Regions from separate parts of the Mus musculus genome. Here region 2 is linked to region 1. The links are chromatin contacts, called in public Hi-C maps. All regions are on one chromosome and are shown on one strand. Each heading gives the region's core, a stretch centred on a gene start, on an enhancer-like site or on the middle of the called end of the contact. The rest is flanking DNA. Distances are from core to core; before and after follow the strand shown. Region 1 has its middle 55 kb from the start of 4930407I02Rik. Region 2 overlaps Sox5 (SRY (sex determining region Y)-box 5).

The links. A called contact is a pair of places that touch in the nucleus more often than the background predicts.
Region 2: a contact with region 1 is called in a Hi-C map of uterus, with 4 times the contacts expected there. The contact joins two enhancer-like sites. A contact is called at or near these places in 1 of 39 promoter capture datasets (the 3T3-L1 cell line), 4 of 484 Hi-C or Micro-C datasets (the 3T3-L1 cell line, cerebral cortex, cortical neurons and 1 more) and 1 of 9 other capture datasets (embryonic stem cells).

The regions. Positions count from the first base shown.
Region 1 is chr6:143,313,885-143,317,575 of GRCm38.p6, forward strand. No RefSeq gene overlaps it. Among named protein-coding and RNA genes, the nearest start is that of 4930407I02Rik, 55 kb to the left of the region's middle. Within about 2 kb of position 2,132, at least 6 of the 459 cell types and tissues checked have an H3K27ac peak or open chromatin away from gene starts, as enhancers often do. A contact at or near this core is called in uterus, where this site is marked.
Region 2 is chr6:143,861,320-143,864,900 of GRCm38.p6, forward strand. Sox5 (SRY (sex determining region Y)-box 5) reads right to left here. Exons shown (of 15, transcript NM_011444.3): 11 at 65-210. Among named protein-coding and RNA genes, the nearest start is that of Gm52484, 30 kb to the right of the region's middle. Within about 2 kb of position 1,507, at least 15 of the 459 cell types and tissues checked have an H3K27ac peak or open chromatin away from gene starts, as enhancers often do. A contact at or near this core is called in uterus, where this site is marked.

The DNA of each region.
Region 1 (3,691 bases), core at 882-3,381:
GTAGGACCTAATATGCCTTTCCAAATTTCTATAGATAGTATTTCCCTTATGGTTTGTGTTCTAGTTAATAATTGATGTGTTTCCTAGAATGGATTACCCACTTATACAATATAACTTTTTTAGGATTTTTTATTTTTATTTATTTGCATGTGTGTGTCACTGTTTGTATGAACACATGTGTCACTGGAGCTAGTAGAGTCAAATCGCTGAATCTGGAGTTACAGGCACTGTGAGCTGCTTGATTCAGGTCTCAGAACAAAGCCATGGACCTGGTCCTCTGCAAGAACAGCAGGCTCTCTTACCTGCTGAGCCCCATCTTAGCCCCCACGTGCTGCTGAGCCCTGTCTTAGTCCCCACATGCTGATATTGTTCACTTTCTCTAAAGTAGTTTCTCTCTCTACTTGTTAATACAATAATGCTTGGTGTGTTACACATGAATGTCTGTTCATCCCAGATAGCTTCTCATGATAGACCAAAGTATGATTTCATCTAAGTCTAATGTGGTGGGCTTTTTGAGAGACTGAGGCTGGTTGAGGGGTTACATGCAGGAGCACAGATAACTCCCAAACTACAGCATCTTCATCAAAATGTCCCACTCAAACATGTATGGTGTCCTGTGGGTGTTGCTTCATGGAGTCACACTTTCAATTAATCTCCCACTTCTTATATACTCAGGTATCTCCTAAGGTCACTCCAGCTGGAGGAAGGAGATCTCAGGTAAAGGTCTTTTGTCCCTGCCTTTCCCCATGGTCTAGAAGTGTCAATAGCCCTATTACCACCATCATACACCTACCTGGCCCTGCATTGGTCTGCTTTAGTTGCCATGGCTACAAAGTCTCAGTCCCAGATGGAATCTTGTTAAGACTGGAGGAAAAGTACCGTAGAACAACATCCCCTGCTCTTCTTAATCATCAGTGATTCATCAAATCTCAGGAAATGTAGTTGGTCTGTGTAGCTATCAGTGGGATACATTATTACTATTATTGAGCATATGACATAGTCTTAGACTAATTGGCTTTTGTTGGGGGTGTCTGTTTTCAATCAGGGAATGAATATCTTGAGTGGTACTATCAACTCCTAACAATTGAAGGTGAAATTTTAAGCTCATATAAGTAAGATTTAAAGAGATATAAAGAGAAATTTAAGTATCACGTATTAAATTTTGGAAACTGGTGGTTTCCAAAAATGTATGCAAATGCAAAGTTTATAAAATAAGTTACACGTTTCATATCTAGAGCCTCGCCTTTAAGATGAGGAATGTTTTTGAAAAGCTCTGGTCTGGGCATACGGATGCTGGTGTTGGTATATTTACCTATATGCTGTGGGTTGAGAAGACGGTAGACCCCTGGGCATTATGGGTCTATAGAAGCGCTCTGAAGGAATAGATTGGTCCTCTGGGATGCACTGTGTTTAGAATAGCTGCTTCCTTCACCTGTGGCCCTGGAAGCTCACTTTGGGAAAAACTAGTAGAGAGGCAAACAGAAGGAAACAGGGTTGCAATAGGATTCTTGGCTTGGCACAGCACACCATGAGCAGGCCTGGGTCTTGAGTCCCCAGACCTCTCAGATATTTTCCTTTACTTCATAGTTTGTGTGCATATGACTGTCACTCCTGCTCTGGTGAGCCCCTGGGAAAGGCTCAACAAATTGTCCAAGGGACAGGTCTTTGCTACAGGGTTCTTAGAAACTCTCTCAGTTGGCTTTGTAGTTACTTAGAATTTTTAAAAGTTAAGAAAAATTTTTAAAATGTTTTATGCATTTATATATTCTACACTGAACTTGTTTCTCCTTATTAAGTCCCTCTCCCATGGGTGATCTTAAGGTGACCAAAGGGTTGAGAATAAGAACAAGACTTCAGAGAAATTTTCATTATTCTTACCATTCTCTGATACACTGATCCTTGGGAAAAATACAGATCATTCTGAAGGAACTCCATCTTCACAACATTTATCATAACATAATAAACAGAATTTGAGACAGGGATGGGGGCTTGGAAGGTTTCCACCAAGGCCATTGCGTACGGAACCTCTTGTTCTGGTCTAAGTGTCTTGATTTCCTCTTCCTATCTCTTTCCCTCCTTGGAGGTATTCCAGTGGATTGCACAAGCCATCTTTTACAAGCCAGGAGGATCTTAAACTGGACCACGTGAGGAACAAGGCACAAAGCAAGTCTCCCGTCTCACCAGAGGAAGGAAGACATAAACAGAGTCCAGCATTTGTTTGTATGCTGGCCGGCCGCTCACTTCCCGCCTCTGTGATGTTCTTGTGAGCATCCTGGAGGTCTTTCCATTGTTGATGTTTGGTCGTTTCATCAGCTATGGTCCTCCGTGTCTGTGCCTGAGACTATCTCAAAGCATCAACATGCAGTTCCTGTGTAGCTATTAAAACCCGGCTGATAAAATATCAAAAGAATTACCCAGAGCGTTTGATTGGCTCCCTGCTCCTGACTGTTTCCCAAGTAATAGTTTATGATTTTTATTCTGAAATTCAAAGATAAAAGTCTTGGTGACAGATTGGAGGAGGAACTGAAGAGCCTGAAGTACAAATCATTGATTAATCACGTTCATTTATAAGCCTCCAGGCTTCTTTTGGCCTGCTAAAAACTTATTAACTTAAAATTATTTAGTATAAAAATTCCTACAAGATGTGATTTTATGTTTTTCTGACCGAAACTAAACTCAGCAAGAATTTTACTTAACACACAGTGAGAAGACAGCACCTGATGTGATCAAGTAAAAATCCTTTATTTTTAGATTTAAAATTGTCAGTCAGAAGACAGATTCCTTTGAGCTTGCCACGTGTTTTTCTCCCTAGTCCTTGGAGGACACAGAATACCCCGTGTCAACGAAAACCCAAGTCTTTATGTAGTAGATACGTACTATGACTATTTAGCAAGTGTTTATGTTTGTTATCAGAAAATGTGGATTTGTCCAGGAAACACTTAAAATGCACTGATGGTCGAGGGGACGTGGGTGAGCTAAGAGGATGACATTAAAGATTTTATGTATGTGCCTGAGTTCGTGTCACCCAGTGTGTGTAGTGCCTACGGAAGCCAGAAGAGGGTGTCAGGTTTTTCTTTGTGTGTGTGTGTGTGCATGTTTGTGTGTGCACAGTGGTGTATATGCTTGGAGCTGGGGTTAGAGCATTGTGAGCCACCTTATGTGGGTGCTGGGAACTCGGGTCCTCTGCAAGAGCAGTATGAGCTCTTAAATACTTAGTATACTTTGCTTCTCTCTCTCTCCTCCACTGCCCGCCCCAATCCCCATCCCCTTACTGGTCCCTTTCCTCCCTCCAAGCGGTGTCCTTTCTGCTCTCATCTCACAGGTATTACACTCTCTAATTCCCTTTTCCCCTTCATACTCTCTTACTTTCATATTCTAAATGTATGTGCACACACACTCATGCACACTCACATGCATACACATATATACACATTCATGTGTACACTGTGGACACAAACATGTACACACATGTACACACATGTACACACACACACACCACACAACATTGACTCTAGATTCTGGATTTGAGAGGATGCATGGGACACGTGGTTTTTTGCTTTTTGTTTTTTGTTTTTTTTGTCTGTCTAGATCTCCAGATCCTCCCTCTGCCTCTCCCCTGTCCTTTTTTTTTTTTTTTGGCACTGACTCCTTATCATGGTTTTCTGTTTACTTTCTGGGTTATGGGATGAAA
Region 2 (3,581 bases), core at 257-2,756, 550 kb after region 1:
AAAAGAAGGCATCCTAGTGCTCCTCACAGCCACTCAGAGAGAGCAAGTCGCTGCCCCCACTGACCTTTTCTGTCCGGCAGTTGCTGAGACCTATGCTGTTCACCACGGCCACCTTCCCGTCCAACGCTTGCTGCTCTCGCCTGAGTTGCTCTTTCATCTGGCGAGCTTCTTGGATTGCCTTGGTGACAGCATCGTGGTCATTTAAATAGCCTGGGAACAAGACACAATAGATGTACCAAGTGCATGGGAGAGGGAGAAGCTGAGTTTTGGTCATTACTTGGTTGGGGGTGCGGGTGAGGAGGAGGCGGTGGGTTCTGAGGGATCTGAGGGTTCCTAATGTCTTCATGGAACCCATGCGGAATGAATGAATGAATGAATGAATGAATGAGCAAGCAGTCATATATGAGAATACCACATTCATCCACAGTAGAAAGACACACACACAGCATATCTGATTGCTTCTAAATGTTCACAAATTTATACCTGCAAATGTAGATTGATTTTGATTTGAATTGTGCATGCATGTATGCATGTGTTTTTGCATGTGTGTATGTCTGTGTGTGTCTCCCTGTGTGTATGTGTGCAGTGTCCACATAGGCCAGGAGAGGTCCTTGGATCTCCTGCAACTGGAGTCACAGGCAGCTGTGAACCAAGATGGCTACTGGGAACCAAACTTGTCTCCTCTGCAAGAGTAGTACGTGCTTTTAACCATTGAGCCATCTTTTCAGCCTCAAACGTAAAGTATTCCAAAGTTTAAAAATATGAAACTCGGAGGTTCAGTCAGTTGCCCTCTAAGATCTATGCGCTGATAATAGCAACTGCAGTTCCCTCTCAGAGTATCAGAAAATTCAGGTCAGGGTGTATGGCTAGTGCAATCAGGTCTGTGACAGATGGGATAAGTCATTAGCTGACTGGAAGAAACACTCCCCCACCCCCATAAATCCACTTTCCGTGAACATGATCTACAGGTGGCAGTGGTTTCCTGTGGGTCTAAAGTCCTAGGCATGAGGAGACTAGACTTCAGGCACACAATATGACCAAGAACCCGCAATCAGTAAGACATCATCGGTAGTATTAACTCTGGCCTCTGTTAACTCAGTCTCAATGGCCAGCTTGGGTCTAAAACTCCCTGGCCCAGGCTTAGTCAAGGTCTCTGCCAAAATAGTCTAAAAGGACTCTGAGTGAGGGGCTGAGGTGATGTTAACCTGATCCCAGTGGAGCTGCTGGCCACTGACTTATTTGCTGTGCATTACTGTACAGAACATTATTTTAGGGTAGAGGAGAATTGAGAAAAAAAAAACAGTGCATTTTGCAACTATTTAAAGGATGGCTAATATTCTGTTGCTCACTCCCTATCTTTTAAGTGGGGCATAAAATGGCCTAAGATGGATCTGTAATATGAAATTGCCCAGAAAAGGGACTTGTTTGTGACACGAGGCTAAATCTAACCAGATCCATTGGTGAGCTGTGACAGATGGAGGGACTGTGAGACAGAAGGCAGGCACTAATCACACATAAAATGACCGGCTTGCCTCAACATGTTCCACGAATTCCAGCAAACTTTACACCCTAATCCATTTTTAGAACAAAAAACATCTGGGCCATAAATCCTCTAATCTGCCAAAACACGCTATTAAATCCCACGATTTGTTGAAAAACACTAAGATTAAAGAAAGGAAATATAAAATGGCTAGCTGCCTTGCTACGAAAGTGTTATTAATACTCTTTCTTTGTGTCATTATGAATGTTCTGGTACTAAAGAGCCTTGTCTAATCATGTCAGATTACACACCCTCATTGCATAGCTCTTCTGTCTGACCTGCTGATTGCCAAAAACTCATCAAATATTTTCTCGCTGCTTAAAAATTCTACTGAGAGTACTGAAGGGAGACCCACATAGTACGGTTCTGGTGAGGACTGGTAAAGTTTGGTTCCTCGGTGGTCCTGGCTTTCCTTGTCACAGGCTAATCCTGGTCCTCTCATCTTCTTGGGTCCTTGAGTATGTCCCAGATGAGGTCATAGAAGGAGGAGGGGACTGAGAGTGATTGCTGTGCTTTTTAGAAATAGTCACTGCAATTGATCCAAAGAACAAACTGCGGCTTCAAATACACATGATGTTCACACCAAGGACTGCTTGGGGTGGATGTCTGTGGCTGAGGATAGACCTGCTCTCAGTGACACTCTCCCCAGCATCATGAACAGTGCTCTCAACATGTTATTCCCCAGTGCATAGCGACCTGCCGTACTCTGGGTAGCAATCCAGCCCTTCTGTGATAAGCTTGGGTGTGCTTGTTTAGTCAGTCCTCAAAAGACCAGTCTGCTTGTCCTGGCCCCTGACCCCTGTCTCTACTCAACCTGGCGATGCATGCTTTTTATACTCTATTTAGTCTCTCTATGGTCTGTTTAGCTTCCCCAGAACACAAATATATTTGAAACGGTTTAGCACATGGTGTTGAATAAAAGCATGAATTCTTTAAGCTTTTTTACAGACTGCCAAGATAGCACTGTGTAGGAAAACAGTTAATATGGATAGATGGGGAATGTAAATGATGGTGAGGTGAGGAACTGAACCCATGTGGGGCAAGGGCCACTCCAGCCGTGGGGAGGGTCGATGAGGTTCAAATAGGTGCTGGCTCAGAAATAAACATTGTTTTTGGAGACCCTTGTGTTTCAGTAGTAACGCTGTGTTAGATTCTAAAATTGGTATCTGGTCTGCTAACTCTGAAAGCCGCACCATATGTTACAGAGTTGAGCCATGGCATGGGTTTGCTCCCTGTGTCCGTCCAGTGTCATTTTAGCATGCTCAGCTGATGTCTTTCTTCCCCTGCTGGCTCCCTTCACCCATGTCCTTGCATTGCCTTGCCTTGGATTCTAGAAAGAATGGTTGGAGATTTTATATATATGTGTATGTGTATGTGTATGTGTATCAATGGTATGTGCATATGTATATATATATATATATATATATATATATATATATATATATATATATATATATATGGTATGTGTGTAGATGCACACTTACCTGTGAATAGTATAACATATGACCTCCCTACCTTCCTCCTCCTGCCAACTGACTTCATTTCTGTCACCTGTTTCATTGAACACGATAGCCTTTTTTACAGTTATCAAAAATGTCCTAGACCAAAGTTCTAGATTTTTCTTGCCCCCCATTTATGTTTCTTATCTTTAAACCATCCCCACACTTACCTCAACTTTAAGTGTGAGGATACCTCTCCCTCCAAACAAGCAAATCAAGTTTTTCCTCAAATTTTATTTTTAACTAACTCCCCCCCCCCCCAGTCAAGCTCCTTATATTTGCTCCAGGGCTGTGCTCTCTCCCATCCTCTCATCTCTCTGGCCACAGCTAACACCTCTCTGCTGCTTCCCAAGGCCTCGAGTTGCTGGATTCCAAAGCATTTTCTCCTTCCTGCACAATGGCCTCCCAGGGAATCCTGACAGTGGGAAGCTCCCACACCCACTCGTTCTGGTATAAGGTCCTCTTTCTCCCAGGGCTTCTCCTCACCTTGAGATTTTTGCCCTGGAAAGTTTTATACCTGCTCCTTAAATTTTGGTTCAACT